Linked DNA regions of Mus musculus: all the other regions are linked to region 3. The links are chromatin contacts, called in public Hi-C, HiChIP or PLAC-seq and promoter capture Hi-C maps. All regions are on one chromosome and are shown on one strand. Each heading gives the region's core, a stretch centred on a gene start, on an enhancer-like site or on the middle of the called end of the contact. The rest is flanking DNA. Distances are from core to core; before and after follow the strand shown.

Region 1 (3,889 bases), core at 1,111-3,610, 480 kb before region 3:
GAAACTTAGGATACCCAAGATATAAGATATAATTTGCTAAAAACATTAAACTCAAGAGAACGAAGACCAAAGTGTGGACACTTTGCCCCTTCTTAGAATCGGAAACAAAACACCCATGGAAGGAGTTACAGAGACAAAATTTGGAAGTGTGACGAAAGGATGGACCATCTAGTGATTGCCATATCCAGAGATCCATCCCATGATCAGCTTCCAAATGCTGACACCATTGCATACACTAGCAAGATTTTGCTGAAAGGACCCAGATATAGCTGTCTCTTGTGAGACTATGCCAGGGCCTAGCAAACACAGAAGTGGATGCTCACAGTCAGCTATTGAATGGATCACAGGGCCCCCAATGGAGGAACTAGAGAAAGCACCCAAGGAACTAAAGGGAATTGCAACCCTATAGGTGGAACAACAACATGAACTAAGCAGTACCCTGGAGCTCTTGTCTCTAGCTGCATATGTATCAAAAGATGGCCTAGTCGGCTATCACTGCAAAGAGAGGCCCATTGGACTTGCAAACTTTATATGCCCCAGTACAGGGGAACGCCAGGGCCAAAAAGGGGGAGTGGGTGGGTAGAGGAGTGGGGGTGGGTGGGTATGGGGGACTTTTGGTATAGCATTGGAAATGTAGATGAGCTAAATACCTAATAAAAAATGGAAAAAAAAAAAAAAAGCAGGCTGAGCAAGCCATGGGGAGCAAGCCAGTAGGCAGCACCCTTTCATAGCCTCTGATTCGGTTTCTGCATCCAGGCTTCTGTCTTGAGTTCCTGACTTCCCTCAGTGATGGAGAAGTTGTAAGCTGAAATGAACCCTTTTTTCCCAAGGTTGCTTTGGGTCAGGGTGTCTTAGGTTTCTGCTGCTATGATAAACAGCATCCCAATCACGGGTGAGATCACAGCTCCCCAATAACATAAAAATACAGCATGAGAAAGCATACGTCCTTATAGATTCACAGGCATCACACCCTCTTCTCTGAACCTTTGCATAGGTGACTTTAGATCGCCTCAAATTGCTATTACTTTGTTAAATGTCCTAGACAAAATACCCTGTGGCAACGATTATTAGTAACATTTCACCACTGGCCCTTCCTTGTACTCGTTTGTCAATTAAAATTCAACTGAGAGCACAAAGTATGGTTTATACCCAGAAGTCTGAACATTTGTAGTACTGTTTCCAAACTCATACATGCTAGGAGGGAAGTGTTTTCCAAAAGTGCAATTTATACACTTGCGATACAAGGCTGCGATATAAGGAATAAATACATAATGTGTATTATGCAAGTAAGCAGGGCGTGCTACTGATCTGAAGTTCCCGTGGCTGAACACAGGTGCAGAATTTAGGTCCCAGTTCTGGAAAGCAGTAGCATAGTTCCTGGCCTCCTGATACATTCCCTGGGTTTGATTTGATTCCTGGCAAAACAGAAACAAAGCTGTGTGGTGTGTCTACGTCTGACTATCGTAGTTGGTAAATAGGAGGGTACAGATGGGAGAGTGGAGAGAGTAGCAGTCTCAAATGCAGGTCAAGTAACTGAAGAAGAACAGCACACATTTCTCTGGGGAATGAAAAGAACCACGGGGTGTACTTTGTGGTGTCTAATGATTCCCAAGCATGTGCCCAGCCCTGGGTGTGGTTAGGCTATCTCGTGTCACTAAAGTGAAGAAACCTGATTTTTCCTCTCCCAGCAGCTACCAAACGCAGGTATCTTCTTGGTTAGGGATGAGACTCTGTGTCCATTTCTCTTTCATTGCTTGGGTTTTGTCTGGTTTGGACTATGCAGGTCCTGTGACACTGTCATAGTCTCCACCAGTCCGTATGATCATTAGTTCCCTTGTGTCTGAAAAATGCTGTTTCTTTGGAGTTGTCAACACCTCTGGCTCCTACAGCCCTCCTGACTTCTCATCTGCATAGATCCCCAAGATAAAGATTCGGCATCTAAGCCCTGGTCCTGTGCTTGGTGGTGCACACCTTAATCCCAGCACTTGGGGGGCAGAGAGTTAGATCTCTGAGTTTGAGGCCAGCCTGGTCTATAGAGCAAGTTCCAGGGAAAGCCAGGACTGCACAGAGAAACTTTGTCTTAAAAACAAAACACAAAACAAATAAGCAAACAATTGTAAGGTATCCAATACTAGAATTTGAGGGTGAGCATTATTTTGAGTGTACATACCCTCACTCCCCCACTGTACAGATGTTCCTTGATGTACAGTGGAGTTACTTCCTAAGGACACCACTGGAAGTCAACTATCATTCTTATTATAATACAGCTGAGCTATGAATCACCATGACTTAGCAACAGTCCACTGCAGCATTGGTTGTTTATCTTCATAATTGGTGCTGGCCAGAGCTGCAGCAATGTCACAAGAGAGCACCCACCAATCATGTGTCCTAGCCAGGGGACAGAGCACAAGTGAGAGAAAAATCTCTTGCATACCACAGTGAAGTCAAAAGATTATAAATGGAACCTTTGTTAACCCAGAGAACGTCTGTGTGTTAGTCTTACACATCATGAGAGTCAAAAAATACATTTAAGAAACTACAAGAATAAAAAAGACTGCCTTTCCTGTGCTTAAATACAATGAGTGCTGTCTGGACACATATTTTCTGGAAGGAGAGGCAAAGACTTCATGTTTAATTAGCAGCCTTTTGGAAAACAGAGCAGCAGAAACTGCAGTGGTTCCCATGTAGCTAAGGGAGATGTGTTCTTTAGAGCTAACACACCGATATCCTGAAAATGAAGCAATCTTGCCCTGACTTAATCAAGAGAGGAGTGAATACTAGTCTTGTCATGTGACACAGTTCCAGACAGCCCAAAGCCTTGAAGTAGAAAGATTTTTTTACACTTTGTCCAGGACTCCCATAGAACCACAGTACTCTAAGAATAGGACACAGACAACATAAATCTTCCTAAGAGGAGCTGTGTTTAATGATATGCAAAAGTAAAATATTATTCTTACAATTTCCATACTTAACACAAAATCTCATACTTATGCCTCACCTTATCCAGTATGGCCAACCCAGTTTTCCCTTTTTTCAATAAAGGAGTGGAGATGTTTATTTAAATAAAAATTGTGAGATACAGAATTAGAATATTTACATCATATGCCATCTTGGGTCCAGCGTGTATGGATAGCTAAACAAACATCTATGATAATCTCAAGATGAAGAATGATATATAGAATAATAGAATTAACTGGCCTAAGGAGTGCCAGGAACCTTAGAAATCTATGTTTTTATTTGAAAATTCCTTAAAAAAGAAGCAAAAATAGGATGGATTTGGTCTTGAAAGCAGCCCATTCTCTGAGGGAAAGTTCTCCAGGGCCAACAAATGGAAACCCATCCATGGTTTTGTCATTCAGTCATCAATTTTAATTTGATTAATAGAACTCTCTAGAAACCAAGTGATAAAAGTTGGCCATTTCAAAGATGAATCTTGCCTTTTGCTATAGTTTCTTTGTAACAGCAGAAGTATGGAAGTAACAGAATATGGGACAATTCCCCACAGGTGTTCAATAAAATTTATCTCAGTAGACATTAGGAAATCTTTGTTTCAGTGAAGATATGATTTTTTTTTAGCTGCTCAGATAACCTATGTCCTTGGAATCTTGATTCTTTTTCTCAAGGACGATGAGCATGACCTAAACCATGGATTACCCTGGGGATTCTTTTAGTTATGAACCCTCCAAGCTTTGGCTGGGCATAAGAGTTCTGTCATAAACTGAATTGTATGCTCTTAGGGAGAAGTGGCATACACTAGCAAAGATGACTGAATTTTGTTGTTATTATTTTCTTATGTATGAAGCCGGGTAACCTGGACTCTCCCAGTTTCCAGTACTTTGGAAACGATAAGCACTGTAGACCTGAAGACATGAACCCTTTTGAGGGTGGC
Region 2 (4,206 bases), core at 443-2,942, 460 kb before region 3:
CGTGGGTTTAGAGGTTTCCATCTATGACCTGGCAGCTTTTAGGCTCTGGTTGACGAGAAGCGTGAGATGGAGCTTACTGAGTAGTGAGAACAAAAGAAAGAAATGAGAAAATAGGGTCAGTGTCCCGTTGGAGAACAAATGCTCTAAGACCTCCTAGTCAGCCCTCCTGTTAAATTCTGTGAGAGTATAAGGAAACCACAAAATTAGATCAATCCATGGGTAGAGAGAAAGCTTTATTGGGGATCAAACTGTCAAGGCTATGTTGGGGGCAGGCAGGCAAAGAGAAGCAAAATGGCAGAAAAGCAAGCAGATTTTATATGACAGCTAGCAAGACGGGGTCTTTGAGCTGACTCGGGTTGTTCAGGCTGACTGGGAGCTCGATGCCCTTGCCGGAGGTAATTAACCTTTAGGAGCTTATTAGAGAACATTTCTGGTAAACAGAAATCCTGTGTTTAGACTTCTGTTTACTCAGTGACAATCCTTCTGTTTTCCTGGTCAGAGTTTAAGATATCGTCTTCTGTTTAGGATATTGTCACAAGTACTGCCATTTTGGGTGGCGACTTTAGACCTAAAAAATTCCACTCTTTCCCTGAAAGACCATCACCTGGGGACCAAGTCTTCCAATTACTGAGCTTTTCGAAAGTTTTCCAAATCTAAACTCTGGCACCCACCTGGATACTTTCTACACAAAACCTATATGGTAAAGATAAAAATATTCTAAAACGTAAAGTATGGAAGAAAGACATATAATTAAAACATTAGTTAAAGTGTAGCTGGATTGGCTGCATTAGCACCAGATTAATCAAACATTGGATAAAGAAATATCATCTGGCTAAAGGTTAACACTTCATAATGATTTCACCAGGAAAATATAACACAGATAAATAAGTGGATTTATAATAAGCTTTAATATATAAATAGCAACAAAATGTAACTGTGATCAGAGATAACACTACTCTCAATAGTTTTTCCAAAAATTAGACCAAGGATATACTGGAGAAGGAACACTTGGGGAATGCAATCACCAATGAGAGCTTGTTGACCTTTATAGATCCTTCCATCTAACACACAGTGTCTTTTCAGAACATATGATGTGGTTAGCAGAAGTTCTGGGTAATCTCAGTTGAGTCACCACTGTTTCTGAGGAAATCAGGTGCCCTTTGGGAGTTCATAGTCATGTCAATAGAAGACCTTAAGAACAGACTCCAAAAGAAGCTCAGGGTCACTTTTATTAGCATTTAAGAGAAAAACTCAGAGGGTAACAAGCTGTAATCTTGGCACCTATGCAGCTTCCTAAAGGAGAAAAATAAAGGAGAAGGAGGAGGAGGAGGAGGAAGAGGAGTAGGAAACCTATGTTGCTTGACTTAAGCCCACATGAAGATCAGCCATATGATGGTAAGAGGAGAATGGGAGAACAAGTAAAGCCCAAAGTGTCAAGAAGAGAAGAGAAGAGAGATAGAGGAAAAGGGAAAGTTAACGTTTTCTGAGTAGCTCAGAAAAATGGACAGACTTAGCGACTGTCTCAGACAACTGGATCAGTTGGTGATTATGCGGATGGTGGGGATTCAGTTCCTTAGAAAGCATCTTCTTAATGATTACTAATCCTTATTGAAAACCTCAGCAGCCTTGTGTGTCGATTCCACCCACTTAAAAAGGTAGCTGCCAGGAGAGCACACAGTCTAAGGAAGACTGCCAATTTTGCAACAGTCTTGAAGGCCTAACCATGCCAAGCCACTTTGTCAGCTTTCCTTCCTCCTTGAAAATCACACGATCACCTCATTAGATGCAGAAAAGTCTTATGACAAAATCCAGCATACCCTCATGATAAAAGACAATGACATACTAGGTATACAGAAAGAATTACACAGCATAATAAAGGCTATATATGACAGACCTATTGTCTGCATTGTGCTAAATGGAGAAAAATTTAAGAGTTTCTAATAAAATCAGGAACAAAGCAAGGGTATTCACTCTTTCTATGCCTATCCAATATAGTTCTTGACACCTTAGCTGGAACAATAAAATAAGACAAGGAAATGAGATGAATATCAATTGGAAAAGAAGTTAACATATCCCTATTTGCAGATGAGATGATTCTTTGTAATAAGAGACTACAAAGATTCTACTGAAAATATTTTAGAGCTGATGAATACTTTTAACACAGTGATATACTTCTTCCAATAAAGCCACACCTCTTAATCCTTCCTAAATAGTTCCAACCAATGGGAACCAAGAATTGAAGCATAGGAGCTTATGGGTGCCATTTGAAATCACCAGTTACCTACCACAGCAACATAGTAAGACTCCCTTGCTGAGGAAAACCTACACTTTGACATCAGGGCATAGAGGAATTAATCACAAACAATGAGGAAACTTCCTTCCTATTGGCTAACTTCCATTGTGCTGAATGACTCAATGCAAGCTACTACAGAAGGAAAAGAAAAAAGTCAATGGTTTTAGTCATCAGTGTACCCTATATGCTAAAACAGCAACCTACCAGGTAAGATGTACCCGTGAGTAGGGCGATGGCAAGACTGTTTTGAAGTAGCTGGTAACTATTTTCTGATTGTATTTGAGACTGTTCTACAGAAAGAAATTTAAAGCCTGGTATTGAAATCTTGGTCAGAAGCTGTCTTAGTTAGGGTTTCTATTCCTGTGAAGGGACACCATGATCGTGGCAACTCCTACAAAGGAAACCATTTAATTGGAGCTGGTTTACAGTTTAGAAGTTTAGTCCATTTTCATCATGGAACCATGGCAGCTCACAGGCAGACATGATGCTAAAAAAGTAGCTGAGAGTTACACATCCAGATCAACAGGTACCAGAAAGAAAAGAGTGGTTCTGGGCCTGGCTTGAACGTCTGAAACCTCAGAGATTCCCCCACCCCCACCCAAGGGACATACTTCCTCCAACAAGACAATACCTACTCCAACAAGGCCACATCTCCTAACAGTGTCACTGAAGTGGAATTTTCTGGGTGTATCATATGATGCAGAGCATGTAATTATTTTCCCAAAGCAAGAACCACCCGTGAGATGACACTTGATGTTTTGAGAGAGTATATGTAGGACCCAACAGAAGTGATGGGGCACACGGTTCTGCGTCTTCACTGATCTTTACTTCATTGAGAGAAGTACTGTAGAGATCTTCTGGTGTTTCTGCTGATTTTATCTGGTTAAGCTGACTTGTGCCAATTTGACAGAGGCCTGGCTGTTTCTGCTGGACTGGGCAGCACTACTAATTCCTGTTTGGTGATACTTTTTGAACTGGACTGTTAGTATCCTAACACTACTGCTGACATCCTGAATAGCAGAGACTGGAATTGACCCCAAAGAACTATTTCTAAACAGGGTATCATCCCCTTGTCCTATTTACCATCTTTTCTCTCCTACCTTTGGATGGTGGGCTGGAAAGGTGGTGGAAGCATTTTGAAACCTTAAGTTTTAAAAAATCTAAGCCTACATAGTATCACTCCCTATGGCCCTTTAAGGGGCTATTTTCAATCAAACCACCACTGTAACCCATGGCTGATGAGATCACATATCCTAGGGTATTTTATTTTGCCAAGTTGTCAATTTTTCTTCTAAATATTTATATTTATGCCCTAGACTTGGACTTCTCTTGACATTGGTCAGAGAAGCTTCCTTTTCAATGGAAAGATGCATAACTGGCTAAGATGCTGAGAATAGAGACTGAGTGCTCAGCCCTAGACAAAACATACATATCACACACCACCAGCAGCAGCAGCACTAGCAGCACCAGCAGCACCAGCAGCACCAGCAGCACCAGTAACACCACCACCATCACCATCAGCATCACCAATATTGCCACAACTACCACCACCACCAGGACTCAGAACATCTTGAAAGACAAAGTAGAAAGAATGTAAGAGGCTATGGGTGAGAAGGGCTATAAAATACTGTCTTCTGGACATGACGTGGCTATGGCAGTTAGGAACTCATAGCAGCTATAGTCACTTGCACATGATCACATGAGCTCACTTCTGGCATACCCCTTACGGAGGAGCTATTGGCAATGGATAGTTGCTGGAAAAGGGAGAATCATTTCCTTCTAGAGGATGTGGTCACAACAATGCCACTCAAGCTTTATCAGAAAATAGAAAAGAGATCACTACCTTGCATATTAATACTTAATAACCTATAACATATTAGTACAGAATAACTCTAATGCCAAAGCCAGGATAA
Region 3 (4,143 bases), core at 718-3,217:
TGATGGCACTTGTTGTCATACACTGCGAGTTCTCTTATGTTGACAAAGTGAACCAAACGGAACACATCAGCAAATTGAGCATACTTCTGGCCACCTGAAAAGTGCACCTGCCTTGCATGTCTTCAAAAATAGTCCTCAACCAGATAATGATACTGACATTTTCATGCTGTAAGACAGAAAGGGATGAGGCTTTCTGCTTTCTCAAATATACCTGGCACTACCAAAATATCCCATTTTCTGTCTCTCACCCCATCCATATATGTGCCCTATACCTCAAGAATTCATAGCAGAAGTTTCCTATCCTACCTAGGTATGGGAGTTTTGTACCATCTCACCTATACCTGGAGATATGGTAAAAACTATTAAATTTCACCATTTAATGTGAGAGATCAGAATCCTGTTTAGATTTAACTTTAAAATGAAAGTAAAAGTTTTTCTCTGCTATGAAAGCTTTACAAAGCAGGCACGCTTCCTTTGAATGAAGTACAAATAGCCCCAGTCTAAGGTACAATAATGACTGGAAAGTATTTCGCTAATGTGACAAACACAAGGACCAGGGTTCTTAGAAACATTTATTTTTAAGTCTTTGAGCCGCTGAGCACAGGACTGGCTGCCAGAGAGAATCTCTTCAAATCACAGTGAGTATAGGCACTAGTGAGCAATACACACTTCCATTCAGATAATATCGCAACCCTAAGTCCCTGATTAAGAAAGGGAAGTTCGATGCAGCGCCTTAAGAAAGAGCCTTTCCAGGATTCGAGACTGTGTTATTGCAGCCCAGCGTCGGGGAGTTCTCACCCAGAGCAAGTCTGTCTAGCACTGAAGTGAAAAGGGAGAGAGAAGTTAAGTGGCAAGGGGAAGAGAAAGGTGCTTTGAGCACTTGAACTTCAGACTGGAAGAACTTGCTGCAGGCAATCTTGCTGAGAAGGTGGGGCCTCTAGGAGTGGAGAAAGGCAAAGCTACACCTTTACAGGGAACCGAGAAGGGCTCTACTTGCTAGAGCCAAGGCAGACATGCTTTCTTGGCGTTTCCCAAGTTGAGGGGTTTTCTTTTCCCCTTTTGTTCTCGGAGAACTTTCCTCTTTGTGGAGCCCGCTGCAGTTAGTTGCTGTCGCTCGGTGGCTGTTCTTAACAGACTGGCAAAGGCTGAGGGCAATGCACTTAAGAAAGGAATCACCTGTCCTTGCCAAGATGCACATGCTGCCCAGTACCTGAGAGAGAGCTCCACGGTCGCCAGCCCACAGAAATCCCAGTTTAACCTCTGACTCCCCCCACCCCCTTGCAAATAAATGTGTGCCGCTTGCAGAGAATCTGCCTGACTCACCCCCGCCTCCGGCGTGCCAGGGAGAGATGCAAGTGCCCGGTCCTGGAGCGGACAGTGAAGTAGGGACCACGGCCTCGATGGCACTATTGCCCCAACCTCCAGAGCTTAAGGATCTGGAGGTGTGTCCCCCCTCAAGCAGGTTCCCAGCCACACCGCGACCACCCGGGCTCAAGGAAACACAGTGTCACTGCTCTTGAGCCCAGCCCGGGCGTCTACTGGCCCCACAGTCGTGGCAACAACGCCCGGTTACGTGCAGGCGGCTATGCAGTAGGGGGAAAACAGAACCACCCAAAGTCGTCATCTGAACGCTTAGACAGAATAAAAAGTACTTTTTCCGCAGCAACAGCAGCGGTGTCCACACTTCTCCGGCGCCCAGCCCAGGGGATGCCTGGCCCGCCACTGACCTCTCTCTCTCTCTCTCTCTCTCTCTCTCTCTCTCTCTCTCTCTCTCTCTCTGCGTCCCTCCCTGGACGCACCGAGGCCGCCCGCGCGCCCTGCGGGACTGCCACCCAGTGCCCACCCCGCGGGCGAGGCATGGGGACGTGGCCGACCCTCCCTGCCACCGCTTGGGCCACTCACCTCCTGGGGTCGGGCTTCCGTCGCTCCTCCAGCTTGGCGACCGAGTGTGAGGCTGCAGCGGCCGCCGCCGCCGCTGCCGCCGCCGCCGCTTTCGCCGCCACCTCGGCCGCCGCCGCCACCTAAGCTCTGCCCCGCGCGCCGCCGGGGCTGGGAGGCGGGGGAGCGCGGGGACCCGGGCGGCGTGGGCTGGGAAGTTGGCGCGGCCGGTCGCAGAGCGCGCGGGGCAGCGGTCGCAACTTTGGCGCCGGGTGGGTGGCTGCGCACTGTGCGTCGGGGAGGCGGCCGAGGGGCGAGGGTGGCCGCGGGAGGGTCGGCCCCGCGGGGAGGGATCGGCGACGCGGAGCAGAGGTGCTGGCCTCGGGGAGGGGACGGCGGCGGCGGGGCGGCTCCGCTCTACTCTGCCTCCCGCAGTTCCCGCGTGTGCGCCCGGCTCTCTGTGTGGCTGCCGGGAACCGACGCTGCAGCCGAGGCCGGGCTCGGGGATGGGCTAGGCGGCCGAAGCTGTGCGGCGAGCGCGAGCCCGCGATCCATATTTAAAGCGGCGAGTGGCCACGGCCGGCCCCCTGCCCTGCCCTCGCTCGCGCCCGCCCGGCCCCCTCGGCTCCCGGCCGCCGCTCCGCGTCAGCCGCCCGAGCTTCGGAGGAGGGGAGGGGCCTCTGGCTGCGCCGCCCTCGCCGGGGGCTCAGCACGCTGCGCCCTCCCGGGGCTGGAGGGGGCATCTGGCCCCCGACCCCGCAGTCTCGCCTTGCCAGGCTTCTCGCAACCAGAGATAGGTTCAACTTTTCACCCAGATGGCCTCAGTCCCCCCACATGGGAAGAACCTGAAGTTGCCTGCCCAGATCATTCCGGATGCTACTCTACAAAACTTGGCGTGTGTTGGTAAAGAAAGTGTTGTCAGCGCCCATATCAAGTCACCAGTCATCTTTTTTGACAAAGAATGTCTGGGGGACACAGGAGTGTCATTGGTGGCTTATGTCTGAATTAAGGAAACACCCTCAGCCATCTAAGCCAGGTTCTTACATTTGCAAAATGATCTTTCATATTTACTATGCTGATGAAACTAATTAAATACCCCCTTGCCAAGCAAATCACAATTATGTCAATAGCCCAGTACGACTGCCGTCAGTCCTTTAAGGTGTGAGCAGTTGCCAGCACAGACACTATCTAATGTTCTGAAAACTCCTGTAGAGTGGCCATTTAATGGGCTTATGCCGCATATCATATGGTGCAAGCATGTCTGTGTTTCCTGTTCATGCATTTTGTATGTGAAAGTCACCGTTGAGCCACCCAAATACATAAGCACGGGAGAAGTCACTTCACATACTAACTCTTGCTTCCAACACTTCTAACATAGGTAATAAGATGCTTGAGAAGGGGGACTTTGGGTGTAGAGGTAAAATAGGTTAATAGTAGAATCACTATTTTTCTTCCTTTCCTTTCCTTTCCTTTCCTTTCCTTTCCTTTCCTTTTCTTCAGTATCTAGAACTAAAGAAGATACATGGTGTCTCCCCTGGGGTTGGAGAAGCAGATACAGAGGTTGTGTTTGGGGAAAGCTGGTGTGTATAAAACCCTTACTCAACACTCAGCAAGCACTGGGAACCACCCCAAGTTGCCTAATGTCTGAAATTAAAATGCACTAATGTCATGTGTTTGGCTGTTGTCATTTCTGGCTTACGTTCATGTTCACACATTCTACAAAACCTACGGCAGCGATAGGGGCAATTGAGAAGTGAAGGTGGAACAAGACATGATCTTTAAATCCCCCCTGAGCAATTATATTTTGTCTCTAGGCTAATGTTTAAAGTAACTGTCACTCCTAAACACACAGCAAGACTCAGCAACCCCAAAGCTCATGAGCAAAAAAAAGAAATCACTTTTGTATTAAGAATTTGCCACTGCTGATCAGCAGTTTTTCATGCTGTGGATTATGTATTTCAACATAGCTGGCAATTTCTCATTATAGTCGTGAACCAGCCATGAATAGTCAGCTTTAGTGACTGTCTGAGAAAGGAAAAGTCCAAGAAACACATTTCCCATGTGCTTGGCTGCAAAATACGTCAAAATGCCCTTCATGCAAATTGATAGGTAACCCCTGGAGGCACCTTATTATCAAGATTGGCAAGAATTTGCCCTGTAAGGGGGTACAGAGCTGGTGAGCAGGGTGGGGGTGGGAGGCGAGAATGAGTACTGTGGAGTGAAATTTGGTATGTGTCTTAAATTAATGAGAAAAGAATTGGCCTT
Region 4 (3,819 bases), core at 554-3,053, 390 kb before region 3:
CTAGCACATTCTTTCCAGCATAGCCATGTTGTTTTGTAGTGAAGGTGCACCACTGTAACCAGAGAGTACACTTGCTTCTCATCATATTCTCATAATATTCTAAGTCCCTTCATTTTGTAAAGGCGGAGCTCAGCCTTCCTCTTCAGTCTTACTCTGAACTCTTCTACACCCCCATTCCCCACATCCAGAAACGGAGCATAATGGAGCCAATTTCTTTAGTGCCACACAGTTTCACAGACAGACTTTCTTTTCTATGGTTTCTATTCAGCATTTGGGTCTCAGGAAAAATTCACATTGTCAAAAATACTTCAAATCTTCTAATCGACATTGTCATCCCATTTTAATCATTTCCATCATGGTCTGATTAAGCTTTACTTATTGTGTCTCTGACACTAAAATAAGAAGGGTGGTGTTGTTTTCTTTTCTCCTTGATAACAACTAATTTTGATGCCAACTTGGGGCTATGCCACTCAATCCAGTACAATCAAGAGAGTTAACATCAGATTCAGCAGGTTTTAAGGGCTCCAGGTCCATGACACTGAACTACTTCTAGGTGCCAGTCATAAGAATCAGGTCTTCAAGTTATGCACTCCTGCTTATCTTGAATGCAAACTCAGGGCTCCTGCATCCCTCTTCATGTCTGACAATTTGACAGCATGGCTAATAAGTCTATAGCAAGCACTGTACTATTAATGATATATGATAAGCAATACAATTAATAAACAGCCAAATGGAACACATACATATACAAGGAATGAGGGAGGTAAACACAGAGTTTTCCTGTCCTATATAGACATGCCACAACTCCACAACCTTGATATGATCATCAACCTGCAAGCACCCCAAGCTTCTTAGGATATTTTCATTAGGTAAGCATGGTTGATTGAATTGGCCATCACTGATAATGAATTCAATATCCAGCCCCTAGCCACTATACCTAAGGGTCTGGATTGAGTGTTCTGTGCTTCAAACCTCCACTCTTACCCTGAAACTACAGGGTCTGCCAAGTATTGCATCATCAGAACAAACAGTGCTCCTGTGGTCATCAGCTCAGGAAGTCCCAGTGCTTTAGAAGCTCTGTGTCAGGAACTGGGGACAAAGACCACATACCTTTCTATGACAATCATTATCCTTTTATATAGACTTATCACAGTTTCTATTCACTTCCTTATTCATTCACCTGTGTAATTATTTGCAAAAGTCCCTCTTTCCCCACCACCCTGTATTTTCCAGGAGGTCAGAAAGCATAATTATTTTGATCATAGTATTGCCTAACACAATGGCACACATTTGAAAAGTATTTGCACAATGACTTAATTCAGTCAGAAAATGCTGATCACATATTATGATATTTGATCACATATATTGTTGATGCTGAATTACTTCCTGGAGCGAAGAGCTTACTCTTTTATGAGAAATAAAATATAATTCGTAATAAATAATAATAACAACAACAATAATAATAGCACCAATGATTAACATTGCACTGATCTCCTCTCTGCTTTATGACAACCATTTGAAGTTGATACAGTTATTAAGCCACTTCACACCTGAAGAAGCTGAGAACTTTGCTGAACTTTATGCAGCTAAGCAGAAGCAGAGTTGCAATTGCCCATTTTCAGACACTCTCTGGAGAAGCAGGAAGGGCCTACTTACCACCAGGACTTGGGAAAGACTTCAGTGAGAAGGGCAAATTGGTCAGAATCCTGAAGAATGAGTCAGCAATTTCTAGACACCACACAGGGTGAGGGCACACCAGGAAAGAAGGAGAAAGGCTGCCGACGTGCTAAAGGGCATGGCATATTTGTGGTAGGCAAAGAGTTCAGCGAAGCTGAAGTGCTAGGTCACACGGTACAAAGTACACAGAAAGCAGGCAAGACAAACAGGTTTCAACCAAACTGGGAAATTCCTGTGCTAAATTTAACCCGAGAAAAGACAAAACCAGTGGTGGTGGTGGTGGTGGTGGTGGTGGTGGTGGTGGTGTAAAATAAAAACTCTTCCCTGGACCTTGTGGAACATCAGGATGGTGTATAAGTATCTTAAAATATTAGTTCTGTAAGATTTTACCAAAGAAAACTTGCCACTCTTGGCTCATTGAGACTTAGAGAGAATGGGATTTCAGACAGACTAAGATGCTTTCTTTTCCCCCTCGAGTATGTTCCTGGACATTTCAGTTCTAACCAATCAGTGTGGCTGAGCATCTCAGCTCAAGGGAGGCAAGATGGGTCAGAGTATGACCAGGGTGAGTCTTCTGAGTACCCACCTCACCCAGGAAGCAGCCTGGTGAAGTATGCCTGCATCACACAAGATAACTAGACAGCCAGGCAGTGGCAGGGGAACATGCCCACAGGCATGGCCCAGAGTGGCAGAGCAAGTTCAAGGAGGGAAACAAAAGGAGTCATGAGACAGGCATGTGCCACAAGGTTTCAGAGTCCAGGCAAGGTATGGGAAGAATGACCTGATGTGGGAAACAGGAGCCCACGTTACTTGACAAGAGGACACAGTGGTAAAGGGCTGGTCTATGCAGGATGCTATAGCCCAAAGTTTCTGTGTGAATAAGAAGATATTCATTACACAATGGAATACTGTTCAACTATTAAAAATGAGGACATCAATGAATTTTGCAGGCAAATGGATGGAACTAGATAATACCATCCTGAGTGAGGTAACCCAGATCCAAAAGGATATACATGGGATGTAATCACTGGTAAATGGAATATTAGCCAAAAAATACAGGATATCCATGATACACCCCATAGACTGTAAATGTAATAAGCAGAAATGCCTAAATGAGGAGACTTCAATCCCACTTAGAAGAGGGAACAAAATAATCATGAGAAGCAAAGGGATGGAGGGACCTGGGTGGGAGAGGGGAGGGAGAGGGGAAAAGAGGAACAGGATCAGATACGGGAGCTAGGACAGAAAGGGTCAGGAGACAGCTTCCGGGTTGGGGGGACCCTCTTAAAAATACCAGAGACCTGAGAGATAAGAGACTCTCAGGACTCAATAAGGATGACCTTAGCCAAAATACCCAACACTGGGGAAAGAGAACTCAAAAAGTCCACCTCCAGTAGATAGGCAGGGCCTCAAGTGGAGGGATGTGGCTACCAAGCCACAGTCAAAATTTCTAAACCAGAGTTGGTCCTATCTAAAAGAACTGCAGGCACTAAAATGGAGAAGAAACTGAAGGAAAGGTAGTCCAGTGACCAGCCTGACTTAGGATCCATCTCACTGGGAAGTAGGGGTTGGGGTGGGGGTTGGTGTACGGATAGGAGCCTAGCATGGCTGTCCTCTGAGAGGCCCTACCAGCAGTTCAGTGAGACAGACACAGATACTTACACTAAACCATTGGACTAAATTCAACCCCTATGGTTGAATCTGGGGAAGAATTGAAGCAGAAGGGGAGGACGACCCATAGGAAGACCAGCAGTCTCAACTAACCCATACCCCTGGGAGTTCCCAGAGACTGAGGTACCCACCAGGAACATATATGGGCTGTTCTGAGCCCCTACCACCTGACCCCCAAACATATATAGCAGTGAACTGCCCTCAGTTGGAGAAGATGCACCTCAAGAGACTTGAGGCTCCAGGAAAGAGAGATGTCTGCGGGGTGGAGGGGGAGCACCCTCTCTCATAGGCAAGGGGAAGGAGGAATGGGATGAGGAACTGTGTGGGGAAGACAGGGGCAGGGAGGCAACAGCTAGAATGTAAATAAACAAAATAAATTTTAAAAATGCCCCCAGAAGGAACAGTGACCTGGCAGCATCCTACAACCTGACTGGAGTGAGGTTTTAGGAGGAAGGAGAACGGCAGTGGAAT
Region 5 (3,715 bases), core at 364-2,863, 370 kb before region 3:
TTGGTTGACGGTGATTGGGCTAGTGTCTTTTCTTTTCTTTTCCTTTTTCAATTATTCCTCGCATTGAACTAATAAGGTACATTCATAAAGCCAGATGGCTCATTAACATTGCAGTGAGCTTTCATTAACTTACGTTTAAGATGTAGTGGGCTTTTATAAACTTCTGCATTTCAACTCTCAAACTATTGAAGCCAGAGCTTTGGATTAACTTTCTTTCCAGTGTCTACCATCTTACTGGTGCTCAAAAGCAAGAAAATATTAACATAGTCCCAGACAAGAAAAAATAGTACAACCTAAATCTAAATGATTTTATAAAACTATTACCCATATTTGAACTTACCTCATTTGACATCTATCCAATATTAGACTTTCAAAAGTCGTTTGTCAGATGATGACATTGTCAGATATTTATTTGTGCAGGAAACCATCATGCCTTGATAACGATATATTCATACCTTGATAACCTATAATAATTTATATTTTGACAGGCTTTTAATTTTTTCAAACTCTCAACATACTATATAACAGGATTTATTTTGCAAATATTATTTACTTTACTTTCTGTCATCTTAATGCAAGGAAGAAAGAGAGCAAATGTCAGTTTGTCTTTCTCCCTATTGCTGATTTCCCTACCATTTGTGAGTTACTCATAAGGTCAGGTTACCCAGTAGAATCCGGTTTCTCCTAATTTTATAAAGTACAATGGCTCTTGTTTTTATCTCAAGAGAATTTTTACTTCACAGAGAGAAGCTTGTTCTTGTCAAAGTTGGATATATCCTCAGAATTATTCAACTCCTAAAATCATGGAACTGAGTGTACTGTTAACCCAGCTAACATTCATTACTTACTAACTTGCTAGAAACTATTTAATCATTTATATTTGGCTATTAAAAATAGCCAAATTGTTTATTTGGACATTATTTAATTTAATTTTATCCATAAGACAGCCTTCTAAGACAGGAAGTCTTGTCAACATTTAGCAACATTTAATAGTTGAAAACATTGAGACATAAAAAAGAAAAATAGAGCTAGAGAGATGGCTAAGTTGATAAAATGCTTGTCTCCATCAGCATAAAAACCTCAGTTCAAGCCCCAGGTTTCTTTTTGTGGAAAGGCAATGTCACAGGACAGACCTATACTATAGAAGAAGTAAGAATTAATCAACCCCAGTCAGCAGAAACAAAAGGTGTCAGATTAATAAATCAAGGGACACTGTACCAACCAGCCATAATTTGGTAAAAGGAAGACAAAACAAGCAGAATCTAGAATTATTTATTGTCTTTAATCATGATGGTTAGACCAAGCTGAATTAGTGGGCTGTCAAAGCCACGCCGCATGGATTCGGCTCCTAATCATCTCAACAGTAGAATCAGCTCCTTAGGATAATGGCCACATAATATGAAAACCACATGCAAAACCAATGAATAATTATCAGGGGCAGAATTCTAGACATCTGTCTTGGGGTGAGACATAGGGAAAGCAGGGTTGAGGGGAATGGCTTGCAATGCAGGGCAATAATAGGCATTATGAAGTAAGGAAATATTAGAAGCCAGCTTCTCTGAACTCTCAGGGGGAAGCACATTCAGAATCCTGCCAGTGTGCTGTGCTGCTCTTCAAGATGATTCCCAGGGGTGCTTCTAAGAAATAAATCATGCACATATCTTTACTGTCTTGCCACACATGCTTATCATGCTTGGAGGGAAACCACAGACATCAGAACTAATGGCTTGAGATGAAGAACTGGAAAGGCGCAGCACATTCCTTAGAATCAACACCACAAAGATGTTAGCTGGGTGTGGAGGTTCATGCCTGTAATCCCAGCATTTGAGAGGCTAAGGTAGGAGCACCATAAAGTCAAAGCTACCCTGAGCAAAGTCAGTTTCAGGCCAGCCTGCACACGCGCATGCACATGCACACGAGCACGCACCAACATGCATATGCACACGTGCACACACACACATACACACTACCACAACTATAGCAATTGTCATGTCTCTAATGAAAGGAGATCTAATGCGCTCTTTTAAAGCAAATAATGCGCAGAGAGCAAACAGCTCGGCTATTTTTTTGCCACAGCAAGATGCTTGGCGTCAACAAAGAAACAAAGAAATGTAATGTAAGGCGGAGACAGTTGCCAGTCTCTGCAGAGTAAGGAGAAGCCAGCTCTCAGCAAATCTTCGTTTCAGTAAGTCAGAACTTCAATAATTTAAGGGCAGTTGGCTTTCAGCAGGTGGGGTAGGCCTCAGTCATTTCTGCAGGGTAAGTGTTTGTGGAAGTAGGCAAAGAAAGGGCCTCTAATGATGGCTTTGGGTTAGGTTGTAATATAGAATTATCTCTTTAATGCATAAAGTGTCTTACTTCAAACTAGGCCCTAGCCAAGGCCAGAAATGAGCACTACAAGCTGTATTGTCCTTGTCTCCATCTGTAAAGGAACTTATGGATGACTACCTATGCCATTTGTAGAATGTTGTTCCTAATAACAAAAATCATTGTTTATGCTAGAAGATACCAACATGTTGGCAACTCCTATTCCAAGTGAGGCCGTGCAGCAGATGGCTGCAAAGGGGCTCCTTTTTATTCCCCCCTTGAGGTCCCCCATTGCTAGGATACACAGACAAGTCATAGGTATCTCTCACAAGTTTCCTGGACTTGCCATCTGTGAACCTCTCCTCTAGGGCCTCACCTAGGACCTTCTGAAGTAAGACACCTTATGCATTTAAAGGAAATCCTGTATTACAACCACAAGACAACCAGCCCAAAGTTTAAAAAAAAAATCACATGATATAAGATCTTTTAATCTGCCATTATGGGACAGAAGAGATCCTGTCCCATAATGGCGAGCATGTCTTGAGGCAGTAGCTCCCACCACAGTGAGGAGCATGCTGTGGGGCAGGAGCTGCCAGACTCCACTGCTGGCTTTATGGTTTCTAATGCAGTTTAACTTTCTTTTCCCCTTTTCTTCCCATCTTTCTTTTCTCACCAACTGCCAAGATCCTAAACTTACCTCTCTTGTTACTCTGTGCACCCTCTTTCTACCTGAGATAAAGGCTAAGTTAAAGACCTCTGACTGAGAAGTAGATAAAGTACCCAATATTCATTGTGTGACCCATGGAACCCCACTGGACAAATAGTTCTCCATTGATGAGAAGATGTCCTGTTAAAGCAAATGCTTACAAATATTGGACAGAGCTATTGAGTACATATTCACTATGTATAATATATTGAGTATTATTATATATTATACTATCGAATATATACATATTCAATATGTATAAAATATAATCTAACATGTATATATTCAACATAAAATATATACTATATAAAACCAGTATTGCTCTAGCCAGTCTTGAAATGAACCATTGTAGGAGAGCAATGACAAACTCTGTTCCTATAGAGGCACCCTTCTCCTTTAGACACAAGTAGTGTGACACCAGGTAAGTTTGGTTTTTAAATAATTTGTTGCTTGAAGAAACAGGTGCCGGTTTTAGCTGCCTTTTTTGTTGTTGTTGCTGCTGCCTGTTTATCTGCTACTTGCTCCAGCTTAACAGCCAGAGCTCCATCATATGGGCACGACTTTACTCAAGGCAAATGGAAGAGGCATGACCATGTCACCATTTGGCAGAAATGTGAAGGACCTGAAATGTGGCTGCCTCCCTCCCACATCCTGTATCAGTGGCCACGATCGGAAGAGTATTTTGCATATATCCTCTGACCC
Region 6 (4,254 bases), core at 842-3,341, 320 kb after region 3:
AAGCCAATCTTTACTGAGCAGAAAAAAAAATCAAACAAATTAAGTGGGATTCAAGTAGTCCCTACACTTGATACTAGCCAACAGATGAAAAAAAATCTATGTCAATCATGTACAGTTATTGCATGGAGAACTAACTGCTGTTTAAAAAGCACCTCCTTCCTTCTGTAGTGATGTGGTTATAATAAGAATTCATAGAAATAGAAAAGGAACAAAAGAGGTGATTCCTTTGAAATGAAAATTATTCATCGTGGAGAATTTGCTTATCTTTACCTCTGCTGTACAAAAGAACGCCTATCAGAACTCTCCTATCTGGAGATTAGAGCACACAACTCAGAGGAAATGTTATTTTTGCAAGATTCAAGCAGATCTGCCTAGGACCACGTTTTAGGTAAGAAGAGAGCTAACACTGGCCTTTCCCTAGCTGAATCCCGAACTTCCTTCCTGCTAACCCGACACACACCATCTGATCAGTTTGGATCTCGGATGTTTGATTAAAGAGCTCAGTCATGGAAGACAAGGAATCTGGGTCATGCTTGCTTCATAAAACTGTTACTGAAAACAAATCATGTAATTAGTCTAATCTTCGGCTTCCTCAGCTGAAAAGGAGGTTGTCTGTTTTGCTCACAGAGACTTGATAGCGTTGGTAATCGCGGTGCTCGCACACAGGAGACATTCAACAAATGTTTATCTTTTCCACAGGGTTGGATGGGGAGGCAGAAAAAGCCAAGTCAGTTTCTTGGCAGCAGAGAGCTGTCAAACCAAGATCTGCATCAGGGAGCTTTAAAAATAAGGAGGGAGGGGAGCCTCACTTACCCCCGGGGAACTTTCCCTCCCTTTTCAGAATTCCTACCTATAGCACGGTATTTGGCATTTACAGCATCCTTTGAGTTGTCAGAGGTCTTTTCATAATTTTAACTAAGGTCTTATCTTTTTTAAACCATCTCTGACACTCCAGTCCTGTCATTACATACACTCACAGACCCACTCAAGGCCAACAGCAATAAACATTTGTTGCCTAAAACAGCACCAATGGGGGTTCGCTGATTTTGGGGAGGGTTAGAGTGTGGCCAAGGCTTTAAGGCGTGGAAGCGTCTCTCTGACAAAAGACACAACACTGGGAGGTGCCCTTTCTAAGCCACACTTTCCCTTTCCTTCCTCTCGCGTACCTCGGGACCATTTCTTTTCTTACTTGGGTGGGGGTGGGGGGTGAGGGTCACCGCTTTCCCTCATGGGTTTGGGGGGACGCTCAAAGAAATCCCCCTGGCTCGGCCGAGGCCGCAGGGCGGCGGCGCGGCAGCCACACCTACTTGGCCACCGCGGCTGGGAACCGGTGGGGGCGCGTCAGCCGGTCCCGGACGCCAGCTCCGCGGTTCCTCCGGGAAGGGCGCCAGTGCGCGGCGCCGCCGGCCGGCGCCAGGGGACGCCGCGGCCCCAGCACGTGGAAGCCGAGGGGGAGCGAGCTGGCGGGGCCGCGGCCTGGGGCGACCGAGGGGTGGACACCGCCGAGGGGCACGCCGCCGCCTCCGCCCCCGCGCGCGGACCCCACCCCCGGCCCGCGCGGCTCCGAAACCCGGCGAGAGGCGGAGCTCCACTGAGCCCGTCTTGCTCGGCCGGCCACCGCGTCCCCGTCCCGGTCCCCGTGCCCAACACTCACGGTGCTTGCCTCCGCCGCCGCTGCCGCCGCTCGGGTAGCTCAGCAGCAGGAAGGGCAGCGGGGAGCCGGGCGACGGCGGGGTCCTCCAGGCGCGCTGCGGTGGCGGGCGCGCTGTGAAGCCCGCGCCTCCATCGCCCGGGTAGAGGAGGAAGAAGGGGGCGGCCACCGGCGAGTCCGGCTCCGAGGGCCCCGCCTCGTCCTCCCGGTCCGCGCCGCGGGCGCTAGCACCGCGCGGTTCCAGCGGCTCGGAGGGGCGCCGCTCCCCGCCCCTCTCCTGCTCTTCGCCGCAACTTTCAGCAGCCGCGCCGGGCGCCGGCGACTCTGCCATCTCGCTTGCGGCTTCGCAGTGCAGCCGCCTCGCCAGGCCCGAGGCTCACGGCGAGGATCGGATGCCCCGCCGTGCCCGCGCCGCCACCGTCCGCCGTTCGCCGCCGCCTGGGCTCCGCGTTCCGCCCGCCCCGCCGGGGCCCGGCCAGCTGAGGACCGCCCCGCCCCGACGGCGCGGCCTGCCCAGCACCGCCTCCGGCCTCCGCCCCGCCTCGCTCGCCGCCCCCCGCCGCGGCTCGGCGCCCCTAGGGGGCAGCGTCCTGCTCGTCCTCCGCGCACCTTCCGCTGGGCTCCGGAGCGCCGATCCCTCCGGATCACGGGGCCCAGAGTGAGCCTGGCCTGGTCCTCTGCTACCCGGCTGGACCCTGCTGGCCAGGTGCTTGAACCGAGCGGCGTTGTCTGTGTGTAACCGCCAACTTCGCGGGTCACCGGAGAGAGAGGCGCAAAGATCTGGGCGGAAAAGGCCAATGCTCGTATTTTTTTTTAAAGACCCCACCCCCACCCCCTAAGTATTAAACTACGGTTTGCTGTTTACACACTAGACCTTCAACGGGTTGGCTCACGGTTTTGATTCAGGAACTTTAAATAGGATAAACTAGAGGAGACAATAGTCTTCCCACCGGTTTTTGTTCCATGTTCATGAGGTCGATTTAGAAACCGTTGTGTTTGCTCTTACTTTGTTCTCCAGATTTCCAGAACGGCAGGTGCGTGTGGGTGGGTTAAACCAGCTACTTCAAACTTTATAGGACACTTGCCGATTACAGGTTGATAGTTTTCCCTTTCGTAGTATTTGTCTTTTGTTAGTAAATTAGCCATCCGTATTTTATTTCATATATTTGAATCGGTACGTGCGCAAAGTAAACCCGCCCCCCCCCCCAAAAAAAAGAAAATTCCCAGTTTTTTGTTTTAATCGAGGGGGTAGGTGGGCTCACTTGAAGCCCAGGCTAAGCTGGCTTTGAAATTCCTGCCTTGGCTTCCAAGAGGTGGTATTTACAGGCTAGATGCACTGCTGACACTCCTCTGGGGTGGATTGCACTTTGAGATAGGATAGCTTTGAGTCGCAGACTCCTATGGAATCAAATAGAAATTACTGTCTGGACGTTTTGTACACTAGCTTCCATCTTCTCTAAGCCTTAACTCCGTAGAGAAAGTGAAACTTTCAGAAAGAAAATATATTTCTTATTCTCCGTAAATTGCTGAATTGCTACTAGAAATCATCACGGGAGTTCTTTAATGCCAGTCTTGAGGTTTTTAAAACAAGGAATATTTGAAAAGGAAGCTAACTTTAAACACCCTTAGAAAATTAACTAGTAGCTTTCAGTTTCTGGTATTTCCTTGACCCGTTGATCTTATTAGACCTGCCTAAGTTATTTGTCCTCTTGTGTAAAATTATTCATAGAGATTTTGTAAAAGTTAAAATTAGAAACCTAAGTAAACCCTCTACAGCATGGTCTAACAAGATTGACTAGTTCCTATCTACTTGTCATCGCTTTGACAAAACGATGTTTGTTTTGAGACAGGTCTCACCATGCAGGCCAGGCTGCTGACCTGGCGTTCACTGCGATCAGGCTGAACCTAAACTCACAGAGATCTGCCCACCTGCAGACTGCTCCAATCACAGAGGTGGGTCAAGCCTATCTAAGATGTAACTTTTTTTTTTTTTAATCAAATAAAAGCATGGAATGAGAGTTTCCATCATATCTTTGGTCATCTTGGGAGTTTGTTGAGTTTTATTTTTAAGATGTATTATTTATCTACTTAATTTACCCACATGCCTGTGGCTGTTTGTGTATATGCCCTGTGCCCGGGAGGCCAGAAGACAGTGTCAGATATCCTGGAGCTGTGGTTACAGGCAGTTCTGAGCTGGGAACTCGAATCCCCTGCAAGAGCACAAGAAGTGACGATCCATCTCTCCAGCCCCTTGTTGTTGTTGTTGTTGTTGTTTAAGAAGGTTGGGGGTGAGAGGTGAGTATCCTCCTGATCTGGGAGCCTTTGAATGCTGGGATTACAAGCATGCACCAGTATAACCCAGCTCATTTGAATCTTTTGAGGCGTGAGAATCTTTTTTTTTTTTTTAAAGATTTATTTATGTATATGAGTACATTGTAGCTGTCTTCAGACACACCAGCAGAGGGCATCAGATCCTATTATAGATGGTTGTGAGCCACCATGTGGTTGCTGGAAATTGAACTCAGGACCTTTGGAAGAACAGTCAGTGCTCTTAACTGCTGAGCCTAGTGTGAGAATCTTGATAAAGAATCTTGCCTCCTAGG

Evidence for each region. Promoter capture Hi-C pulls out the DNA fragments that hold promoters and counts their contacts. Hi-C and Micro-C count contacts between places; a contact is called where the count stands out from the background. HiChIP or PLAC-seq counts read pairs in DNA pulled down with a chosen protein or histone mark.
Region 1: a contact with region 3 is called in a Hi-C map of adipose-derived mesenchymal stem cells, with 2.7 times the contacts expected there. The contact joins the enhancer-like site here to the promoter of Slc4a4 in region 3. A contact is called at or near these places in 13 of 39 promoter capture datasets (the 3T3-L1 cell line, 3T3-L1-derived adipocytes, the HPC-7 cell line and 9 more), 3 of 15 datasets of contacts at CTCF or cohesin (large pre-B cells, pro-B cells and stem cell-derived epiblast-like cells), 70 of 484 Hi-C or Micro-C datasets (3T3-L1-derived adipocytes, the AML12 cell line, the C2C12 cell line and 37 more), 21 of 115 datasets of contacts at active chromatin or transcription factors (PVALB interneurons, astrocytes, bone marrow-derived dendritic cells and 15 more) and 3 of 9 other capture datasets (adipose tissue, embryonic stem cells and pancreatic islet).
Region 2: a contact with region 3 is called in a promoter capture Hi-C map of liver. The contact joins the enhancer-like site here to the promoter of Slc4a4 in region 3. A contact is called at or near these places in 5 of 39 promoter capture datasets (the C10 cell line, the HPC-7 cell line, cranial neural crest and 2 more), 16 of 115 datasets of contacts at active chromatin or transcription factors (craniofacial prominence, embryonic basal ganglia, embryonic forebrain and 8 more) and 2 of 9 other capture datasets (embryonic stem cells and pancreatic islet).
Region 4: a contact with region 3 is called in a FOXA1 HiChIP or PLAC-seq map of pancreatic cancer cells. The contact joins the enhancer-like site here to the promoter of Slc4a4 in region 3. A contact is called at or near these places in 2 of 39 promoter capture datasets (the HPC-7 cell line and liver) and 4 of 115 datasets of contacts at active chromatin or transcription factors (embryonic stem cells, kidney, neural tube and 1 more).
Region 5: an H3K4me3 HiChIP or PLAC-seq map of neural tube shows a contact between it and region 3, with 4 times the contacts expected there. The contact joins the enhancer-like site here to the promoter of Slc4a4 in region 3. A contact is called at or near these places in 6 of 39 promoter capture datasets (the HPC-7 cell line, cranial neural crest, frontonasal cranial neural crest and 3 more), 6 of 115 datasets of contacts at active chromatin or transcription factors (craniofacial prominence, embryonic forebrain, embryonic limb bud and 3 more) and 2 of 9 other capture datasets (adipose tissue and embryonic stem cells).
Region 6: a promoter capture Hi-C map of embryonic stem cells shows a contact between it and region 3. The contact joins the promoter of Rufy3 here to the promoter of Slc4a4 in region 3. A contact is called at or near these places in 4 of 39 promoter capture datasets (embryonic stem cells, hematopoietic stem and progenitor cells, liver and 1 more), 2 of 484 Hi-C or Micro-C datasets (LSK cells and muscle stem cells) and 3 of 115 datasets of contacts at active chromatin or transcription factors (astrocytes, embryonic stem cells and pancreatic cancer cells).

What each region holds. Positions count from the first base shown.
Region 1 is chr5:89,368,807-89,372,695 of GRCm38.p6, reverse strand. No RefSeq gene overlaps it. Among named protein-coding and RNA genes, the nearest start is that of Gc, 87 kb to the left of the region's middle. Within about 2 kb of position 2,360, at least 29 of the 459 cell types and tissues checked have an H3K27ac peak or open chromatin away from gene starts, as enhancers often do. A contact at or near this core is called in the AML12 cell line, the HL-1 cell line, the STO cell line and 2 more, where this site is marked.
Region 2 is chr5:89,349,352-89,353,557 of GRCm38.p6, reverse strand. No RefSeq gene overlaps it. Among named protein-coding and RNA genes, the nearest start is that of Gc, 110 kb to the left of the region's middle. Within about 2 kb of position 1,692, at least 3 of the 459 cell types and tissues checked have an H3K27ac peak or open chromatin away from gene starts, as enhancers often do.
Region 3 is chr5:88,885,084-88,889,226 of GRCm38.p6, reverse strand. It overlaps Slc4a4 (solute carrier family 4 (anion exchanger), member 4), which reads right to left and starts at 1,967. Exons shown (of 27, transcript NM_001359211.1): 1 at 1,903-1,967.
Region 4 is chr5:89,275,740-89,279,558 of GRCm38.p6, reverse strand. No RefSeq gene overlaps it. Among named protein-coding and RNA genes, the nearest start is that of Gm35855, 52 kb to the right of the region's middle. Within about 2 kb of position 1,803, at least 56 of the 459 cell types and tissues checked have an H3K27ac peak or open chromatin away from gene starts, as enhancers often do. A contact at or near this core is called in kidney, liver and pancreatic cancer cells, where this site is marked.
Region 5 is chr5:89,258,174-89,261,888 of GRCm38.p6, reverse strand. No RefSeq gene overlaps it. Among named protein-coding and RNA genes, the nearest start is that of Gm35855, 34 kb to the right of the region's middle. Within about 2 kb of position 1,613, at least 6 of the 459 cell types and tissues checked have an H3K27ac peak or open chromatin away from gene starts, as enhancers often do. A contact at or near this core is called in neural tube, where this site is marked.
Region 6 is chr5:88,562,877-88,567,130 of GRCm38.p6, reverse strand. Rufy3 (RUN and FYVE domain containing 3) reads right to left here and starts at 2,091. Exons shown (of 18, transcript NM_001289774.1): 1 at 1,655-2,091. The coding sequence starts at 1,982. It overlaps Gm42107 (predicted gene, 42107), which reads left to right and starts at 1,573. Exons shown (of 2, transcript NR_168902.1): 1 at 1,573-2,357; 2 at 3,502-3,691.